Linked DNA regions of Sus scrofa: region 2 is linked to region 1. Evidence: chromatin contacts called from public HiChIP or PLAC-seq data. All regions are on one chromosome and are shown on one strand. Each heading gives the region's core, a stretch centred on a gene start, on an enhancer-like site or on the middle of the called end of the contact. The rest is flanking DNA. Distances are from core to core; before and after follow the strand shown. Region 1 overlaps TRPM7 (transient receptor potential cation channel subfamily M member 7). Region 2 overlaps USP8 (ubiquitin carboxyl-terminal hydrolase 8).

Region 1 (3,520 bases), core at 852-3,351:
ACGTCTGTGACCTGCAACACAGCCCATGGCAGTGCTGGATCCTTAACCGACTGAACAAGGCCAGGCATCGAACCTGTGACCTCATGGATGCTAGTCAGATTGATTTCTGCTGAGCCATGACAAGAACTCCAAAATCCTGCATTTTTAAATAGTAGCATAATGAAAATTTCATGAGTTTAAAGCAGTTTAAGTTAGTTTTGGTACAAATTCAACCTCACATCATTATGTGTCAGTGCCTGCCAAATGTTTTTTTTTTTTTTTTTTCCCAAGTTGTAAGCAGCAGTCATGTGAATAAATGTCTTTGGTTCAGATGCTTTGCCTACCTTTAGTGTACTATGGTGGTGGCATGGGAGAAGAGGCCAGGAAAGCAATAATATACCAGCAGTCTAACTGACATGGCCAGATCTTTTGGTTCTTAGGACAGTGCTCTCAGTGTGATCCTGGGAATGGTTCCATTGCTCTATAATTGTGTAAGGGGTGTGTGTGGAGATTGCGTTATTAAATAGCGTAAGCCTCATTCAGGAGGTAACTTTGGCTCAAAGACCTGAAGGAGGTGATAGAATGAAAGTAGTGAAGCAGATGCAGAGGTGCAGAGCAGTAGAACCTTAGAAGTTACTGTAAGGACTTTGGCTTTTATAAAACTCTTTTGAGTAAATATAATGACATATTTTAAAAGAATTACTTCGTCTCTTGAGGAATAAACTGCAAGTTTGCAAGGGTGGCATGACCGATTTCTGGAGTAAACCAGGCAAGAGGTGATGATGGCTTGAATCAGGGTAGTAGCAGTGGAAGTGTGAGAAGCGAGTGGATTCTAGATGTGTTTTGGAGGCAAGCTGACAGGTTTTGTCATGGGATTATATATGAAGTATATTAAAAGAGGAAATCAAAAATAACACTAAGATTTTTTGCCTTAAAAAAATACAACTAGAAAATAGACTTAATATTTACTGAGCTGGGGAAGACTGAGAAAGATGAGCTCAGTTTTGTCCAGGTTAAGTTTGAGATGCCTATTAGACATCAAAATGAAGCTGTTGAGTAGGCAGTTGGATATGTGTGAGCTTGGAGTTCAGGGAAAGGTTTGACATGGAAATATATAGAGTCATCCAGTGTATTGATGGTAAACTGGGTGTGAGCACTAAAAGAGTGAATTTAATTGGAGAAAAGAAGTCCAAAGATTAGGGAGAGGAGGAAAAACTAAAAGAGATAAAAGGAGTAGCCAGTGAAGGGATAAAAGGAGTAGCCAAAGATTAGGGAGAGGAGGAAAAACTAAAAGAGATAAAAGGAGTAGCCAGAAAAGCTGATGAAAAAGTTTTAAGATGAGAATGATTGATTTTGTTAAATGCTGCTGATATATCAATGAAGATGGTCCTCTACTGTATATAGCACAGGGAACTATGTCTAGTCACTAATGATGGAACATGATGGAGGACAATGTAAGAAAAAGAATGTGTAATATGTATGTATGTATGACTGGGTCACTTTGCTGTACAGCAGAAATTGACCGAACAATGTAAATCAACTATAATAGAAAAAAAATAAAAGCCTAAAAAAGAAGATGAGTCCTGAAAGTTTGATCTTTGGATTTAGAGAAAGTCATTGGTGATGTCTTCAGAGCTAATTTCAGGAGAGTGGTTTCCTTGAAAGCCAAACTGGAATGAGTTTTAGAAAGTGTAGAAGAGGGAAACACTTTCCAGTGATCTTTACTGTAGATGGAGGCAGAAACATGGTGTGTTAGCTTGAGGGACAAGTTGAGTCAAGCAAAGATTTGTTGTGTTTAAAATGGGGAGTATAATATATAGCATGTTGCATGCAGATGGAAATGAGTTAATAAGGAAAAAAAGGGAGACTTGATAGAGAGTTAGTAAGGATATGAAGTCTAGGGCACAGGAGGTATGGCTAGACTTAAATAGGAGCACAGTCATAGGAAGGAAGGCAGAATGGGTGGGTATAAATACTCATTGATGGACAGATATGGTAGAAGTTTATAGAAGTTTTCTTCTTGTTGCTTCAATTTTCTCATTGAAATGGAAAGTAGGTGGGAGTTCCTGTTGTGACTCAGCAGATTAAGAACCCAACGAATATTCACTAGGATGTGGGTTTGACTACTGGCCTCACTCAGTGGGTTAAGGATTTGGTGTCCTCATGGATAGTAGTCGGGTTCATTACTGCTGGGCCACAGTGGGAACTTCTGCCTTTTTTTTAAAAAATTTTTACCAAAAACACTATATGAAACAAGGAACAGACTAGTGAAAACTTGGAGTAAATATTTTTTGTGACAATTATGACTTAGGTTAACAGGCTCTGCCCACTTACTGTATAGAAAAAATTATGTAAAACGTATTAAAAGTTATACAATCCAAATGGATAAGCAGTGAGATCCTGCTGTATAGCACTGGGAACTATATCTAGTCACTTATGATGGAGCATGATAATGTGAGAAAAAAGAATGTATGCATTTGTGTGTAACTGGGTCATCTTGCTGTATGGTAGATAATTGACAACACTGTAAACCAGCTATAATGGAAAAAATAAAAATTATTATTAAAAAGTTATGCATCCCAATATTTTCTTATTAATATAAGACAGTGAATTTAAATGGACTCTAACAGCTTGGAAAAGACAAGGCCAATGTCTCATGGAAGTGTTTTAACATCTTTTCAAATTTCTCAGTGGAGGCTAATGCTTTTATCTCTTCCCCCAAATTTTAAGAATACTATGGATCTTGTTGAAAGGCTAATGAACACAAGGGTCTTGATGTTATTATTAATCGTTTTCTTTAACTTGACCTTTGTTACAATTGTCTCTGCTTCATTTCTATGTATAAAGCCCTACTTATCCTAGAAATGTACCATGTTGTTCAGCAACTGGTCAAAAAAGATTCTGACAGCAAAAAGAAATTCTATGCATAGAAATGTTTTCTAAATTATAAAATCTTACAAAAATATAAGGTATTGTCATTATCTTGAGTAATAGGGATCAGTAAGAACTTTTAAGATTTCCTAAAGGTAAAACTTGTAATGAAAGATTATGCTGATACTCCTTCTCCCCTTTAATTGCTTGAAAATTATAGCTAACGCACCACTTTGACAATCACTTTTAATTGGTTTTTAAATGATCCACTTACCAGGATCATATCAGCCCCTCTTGAAGTTTTTGGCTCACAGTAGGAATCTCAAACTTGATTTCCCTTCTGTCTGGTTATTTGAAGCAAAAGTATCTGCATAGCACTGCTGATTTAGTAATGTTAATCTCAACTACATTTAAATGGAATGAATTTAATATTTTAGGTATGCTGTCATCAGTAAAAATGTATATAGTAAATATTTAGTGAATTAAAATATTAAATTATTTTGATGTACTTATCATTAAATTCTCCTTGTAATATTAGTGAGTTAATTTGTAAACTGTCTTTTTAAACTTTATTTTAGTCCCAGAAATCCTGGATAGAAAGCACTTTGACCAAGAGGGAATGTGTGTATATTATACCGAGTTCCAAAGACCCTCACAGGTAAGGATACTT
Region 2 (3,713 bases), core at 480-2,979, 150 kb after region 1:
TGTTCAGGCTTCAAAGTGCAGTGTTTATTAGGGTATTTATTTATTTTTTACCATAAACTGTCTCATAATTATTTATATCCAAAGAGTTATTTTCCGAAGATATTTCACAGAGCTAAACCGAAATAACTTTTGTTCGAATGGCTCTGTGAGCTTAGAATGTGAGCTGAAAATATTTAATTTGATCAGATAATTTAGCCAAGAAGCTTTAATCTCAGACTACTTGTGGTACATGAAGTCGTCAGTTTCACAATTCAAAACCTATCCTTTCATCTTCTTCCTGGGAGTCCACTAGTGGTGACATCTTTTAGAAGCACCTTTAGAATTTTGTTTTTATATGGAGTGTTTATATTGATTTTATCTGTAACAACTGAGTCCCTGAGGTAAGTGAAATTCTAAGCTCCTCTGTTCCTATTAATAAATCACTTTTTTTTTTTTTCCACTTTTTAGGGCTGCACCCATGGCATATGGAAGTTCCCAGGCTAGAGGTCGAATCAGAGCTACAGCCACCAGCCTACACCGCAGCCACAGCAACTTGAGATCCGAGCCATGTCTGTGAGCTACATCACAGCTCTCGGCAACACCAGATCCTTAACCCACTGAGTGAGGCCAGGGATTGAACCCATGTTCTCGTGGATACTAATCAGATTAGTTTGCCCTGTGCCACAACGGGAACTCCAAATGCATCACTTTATAAAGATGTGGTTTATAATGCAGTTTTGCAGTCATGCCTGACTCTTTTTTTTAAAATCTTAATCCAAAGAATTCTACACTCTTGATAGAATAAGTCTGGTTTTATTATATCTGACTCCCAATCCTGAGACTCGTAAGTGTTATATGTAGTTCGGGGTCAAGATGAAGGAAGAGTGGAATCAACTGATGTAACAGAGTAAGCGAACTAAATTCTAAGTCACTGTAGTGGGATAAAGTGTGTGTATGTGTGTATAAAATCTTTAGTTATTCTGTCCTATGTGTGATAATATAAAATTAAAGACAGAACACTTACAGGATTTTAAATTATTTTTCTCATTAAGATTTTAATGTAGGTGTAAATGAAAATTCTCATTTTAAAAAATTAAAGAAAAGTTTCCATTTATTTTTTTAGAATAAAGGTTTAGTGCACAAATACAGCCCAAAGCCAACAGAAAAAGAGCTTTGCCCTGTCATTTCCCTAAGAAAGCACTGCAGTTACTCAGGATAGGCCAAAAGGAAGAAAAAAAAAGCAATCCTCTGAGATCTAGGCTTCACAAAAGGACCACATATTATACTATGTACATCGATTTGATGTGCAAGTGTGCAATAAATATATACACATACATTCCTATCTGCTTTACATCATTCTAGAGTATTCATAGATCAAGCTGAGATTTGGAAATGTGAAAAGGCCATAACAGTGAAACGGAAAATAAAGGATACAATGGTTTTTAGACCAGCAGAATAATAATGCTTAGCTAGTTAATTATTTTAACTCTAGAGCAAACTTAAAAAGTTTTTTTGAAATAAATGGTACCTGTCAGGAATGCTTACTGCAATACTTGTTAAATTTTACTGGTCAGATTTTTGATTAATAGCACTGACCTAAAATATATGGTGATAGTAACACAGCTCTCACTGTCCTAGAATTCCCTTACATGGCCAGCCATAGCGATCCGGTATCTTTATAAGCATTTCAAGGGCTGTATTGCTCAGCCTGTTAAAAGATAACTAGCTTATAACCTACTTCTCCTTATGTGGCAACATCAGTTACTCGTGGTCCCAATGACGTATAAAAGAGGATATAAGCTGCTGAAGATTTCACAGAAGAAATGGAGATATCAGAAACTTCGTGATCATCAAATTTAAACCATCGCTGTCTTGCTGCATTTTTACAATAGGCAGTGTAGTGACCTCCATCCAGTCCACCATAGTGATTCTGTGCCAAAAAGGTAGAAAACCCATTTAAGTTGAATTATTTAAAATATGTCAATAATTTCAAAGCCTTTTGTTATTCTTACTTTCCTATGAGGTAAGCAACTGCTTGAAACTTTCTTTTTTAGTTTGTTTCAAAAGAAAAAGTATTTAGTTCAAAGAGATACTTACCGAAACAGAAAATAAATTGTATTTCTTTAAATTGTTCTTTGGACCAATAACATACTGTGCCAAGTCAAGATTTTCTAACGGGAAGTCCACAGATGTCTGTAATTTTTGCTTCCACCTACCATCATAGGAAAAACTGCAGAGCAAAACATTACAGCAATTACAAACCAAAAACATCAGAATGAACCCTAATTAATTAATTAACATCTAGATTTTTAGACAGGATAAGATCTATTTCAAATACATACTCAGAATTTTGATAATGGAAGGACCTGTTAAAGACACTTGGTTTTGGAGTTCCCATTGTGGCCCAGTAGAAACGAATCCGACTAAGAACCATGAGGTTGCGGGTTCGATCCCTGGCCTCACTCAGTGGGTTAAAGATCCAGTGTTGCTGGGAGCTGTGGTATAGGTCACAGACGTGGCTTGGATCCAGCATTGCTGTGCCTCTGGCATAGGCCAGCGGCTACAGCTCCAATTCAACCCCTAGACTAGGAACCTCTATATGCCACAGATGTGGCCCTAAAAAGACAAAAAGACAAAAAAAAAAAAAAAAAAAAGGAAAAAAGAAAAGATACTTAGTTTCATTTCCGGCTTACAAATGAAGAAACTGAAGTGCACAGATATTAAATGGTCTTGTCGCAGGTCAAATAGCTGGAGTGGTAGAAGTAGGGCCACACCTAGGTCCCATAATCCCTAGGCCAGCAAGAGCTATTAGTTGAGTCTTCTACAGACATCAAGTTATGAAAACCCCCCACTTCTAACACTAATCACTGCAAAAGTACAGGGGATCAACAGAGGAGCGTTGCTCCAAATTTCAACTTGTACTTTTGGGGAAATTGGAGCTGGAAATCGTGGGCACTTAGAACAGTGATTGAAATAATGGCATTCCATTACCCTGGCATACTCTGCTTCTTTAAACATCAAAAACTGGTATTTTGGTTGGTGTAATATGGTTATTTCAGAATTATTATGTTTTTCTCTTTTGGCACCCCACGGTAATATGGAGTTCCCGGGCCAGGGATCAGATCTGAGCCACAACTGAGACCTACACCCCAGGTCAGCTACAGTAATGCCTCATCCTTTAACTCACTGTGCCAGGCTGGGATTGAACCTGAGAGCTGGTGCTGCGGAGATGCTGCCAATCCTGCTATGACACAGCAGGAACACAGTTTTTTTTTTTTTTTTAAATGAATCCTGGGGAGTTCCCAGGTGGCCTAGCAATTAAAGGATACGATGCCATCACTGCTGTGGCTCGGGTTCAATCCCTGGCCCAGGAACTTCCACATGCTGAGGGCACAGCTACAAAAGGGAAAGGAAAAAATACCAGGTGGAAAAAAGAGAGTAAACAAACCTAAAAGCAAAACAATTGAATTCTGAATTGAATTTATATTTTTAGATATTCTCCATGAATAACAAACAGCATTAAAAATTTTAACAGAACAGGAGTTCCCGCCATTGGTTCAGTGGGTTAAGAACCCGACTGCAGTGGCCCCAGTCCCTACAGAGTTGTAGGTCCCACCCCCTGTCCAGCACAGTGGGTTAATAAAGGATCCTGTGTTGTCACAGCTGTGGTTCAGATTCAACCCCTGGCCCAGGAACTTCCATTTGCCATGGGTGCGGCTATAAAATTTTTTTTA

What was found. HiChIP or PLAC-seq counts read pairs in DNA pulled down with a chosen protein or histone mark.
Region 2: a contact with region 1 is called in an H3K27ac HiChIP or PLAC-seq map of alveolar macrophages. The contact joins two enhancer-like sites. A contact is called at or near these places in 1 of 47 Hi-C or Micro-C datasets (embryonic fibroblasts) and 1 of 2 datasets of contacts at active chromatin or transcription factors (alveolar macrophages).

What each region holds. Positions count from the first base shown.
Region 1 is chr1:121,157,325-121,160,844 of Sscrofa11.1, forward strand. It overlaps TRPM7 (transient receptor potential cation channel subfamily M member 7), which reads left to right. Exons shown (of 39, transcript XM_021095614.1): 2 at 3,429-3,508. Among named protein-coding and RNA genes, the nearest start is that of TRPM7, 13 kb to the left of the region's middle. Within about 2 kb of position 2,102, at least 5 of the 83 cell types and tissues checked have an H3K27ac peak or open chromatin away from gene starts, as enhancers often do. A contact at or near this core is called in alveolar macrophages, where this site is marked.
Region 2 is chr1:121,307,267-121,310,979 of Sscrofa11.1, forward strand. USP8 (ubiquitin carboxyl-terminal hydrolase 8) reads right to left here. Exons shown (of 21, transcript XM_021095635.1): 19 at 2,077-2,209; 20 at 1,718-1,909. The coding sequence ends at 1,724. Among named protein-coding and RNA genes, the nearest start is that of USP50, 36 kb to the left of the region's middle. Within about 2 kb of position 1,730, at least 1 of the 83 cell types and tissues checked has an H3K27ac peak or open chromatin away from gene starts, as enhancers often do. A contact at or near this core is called in alveolar macrophages, where this site is marked.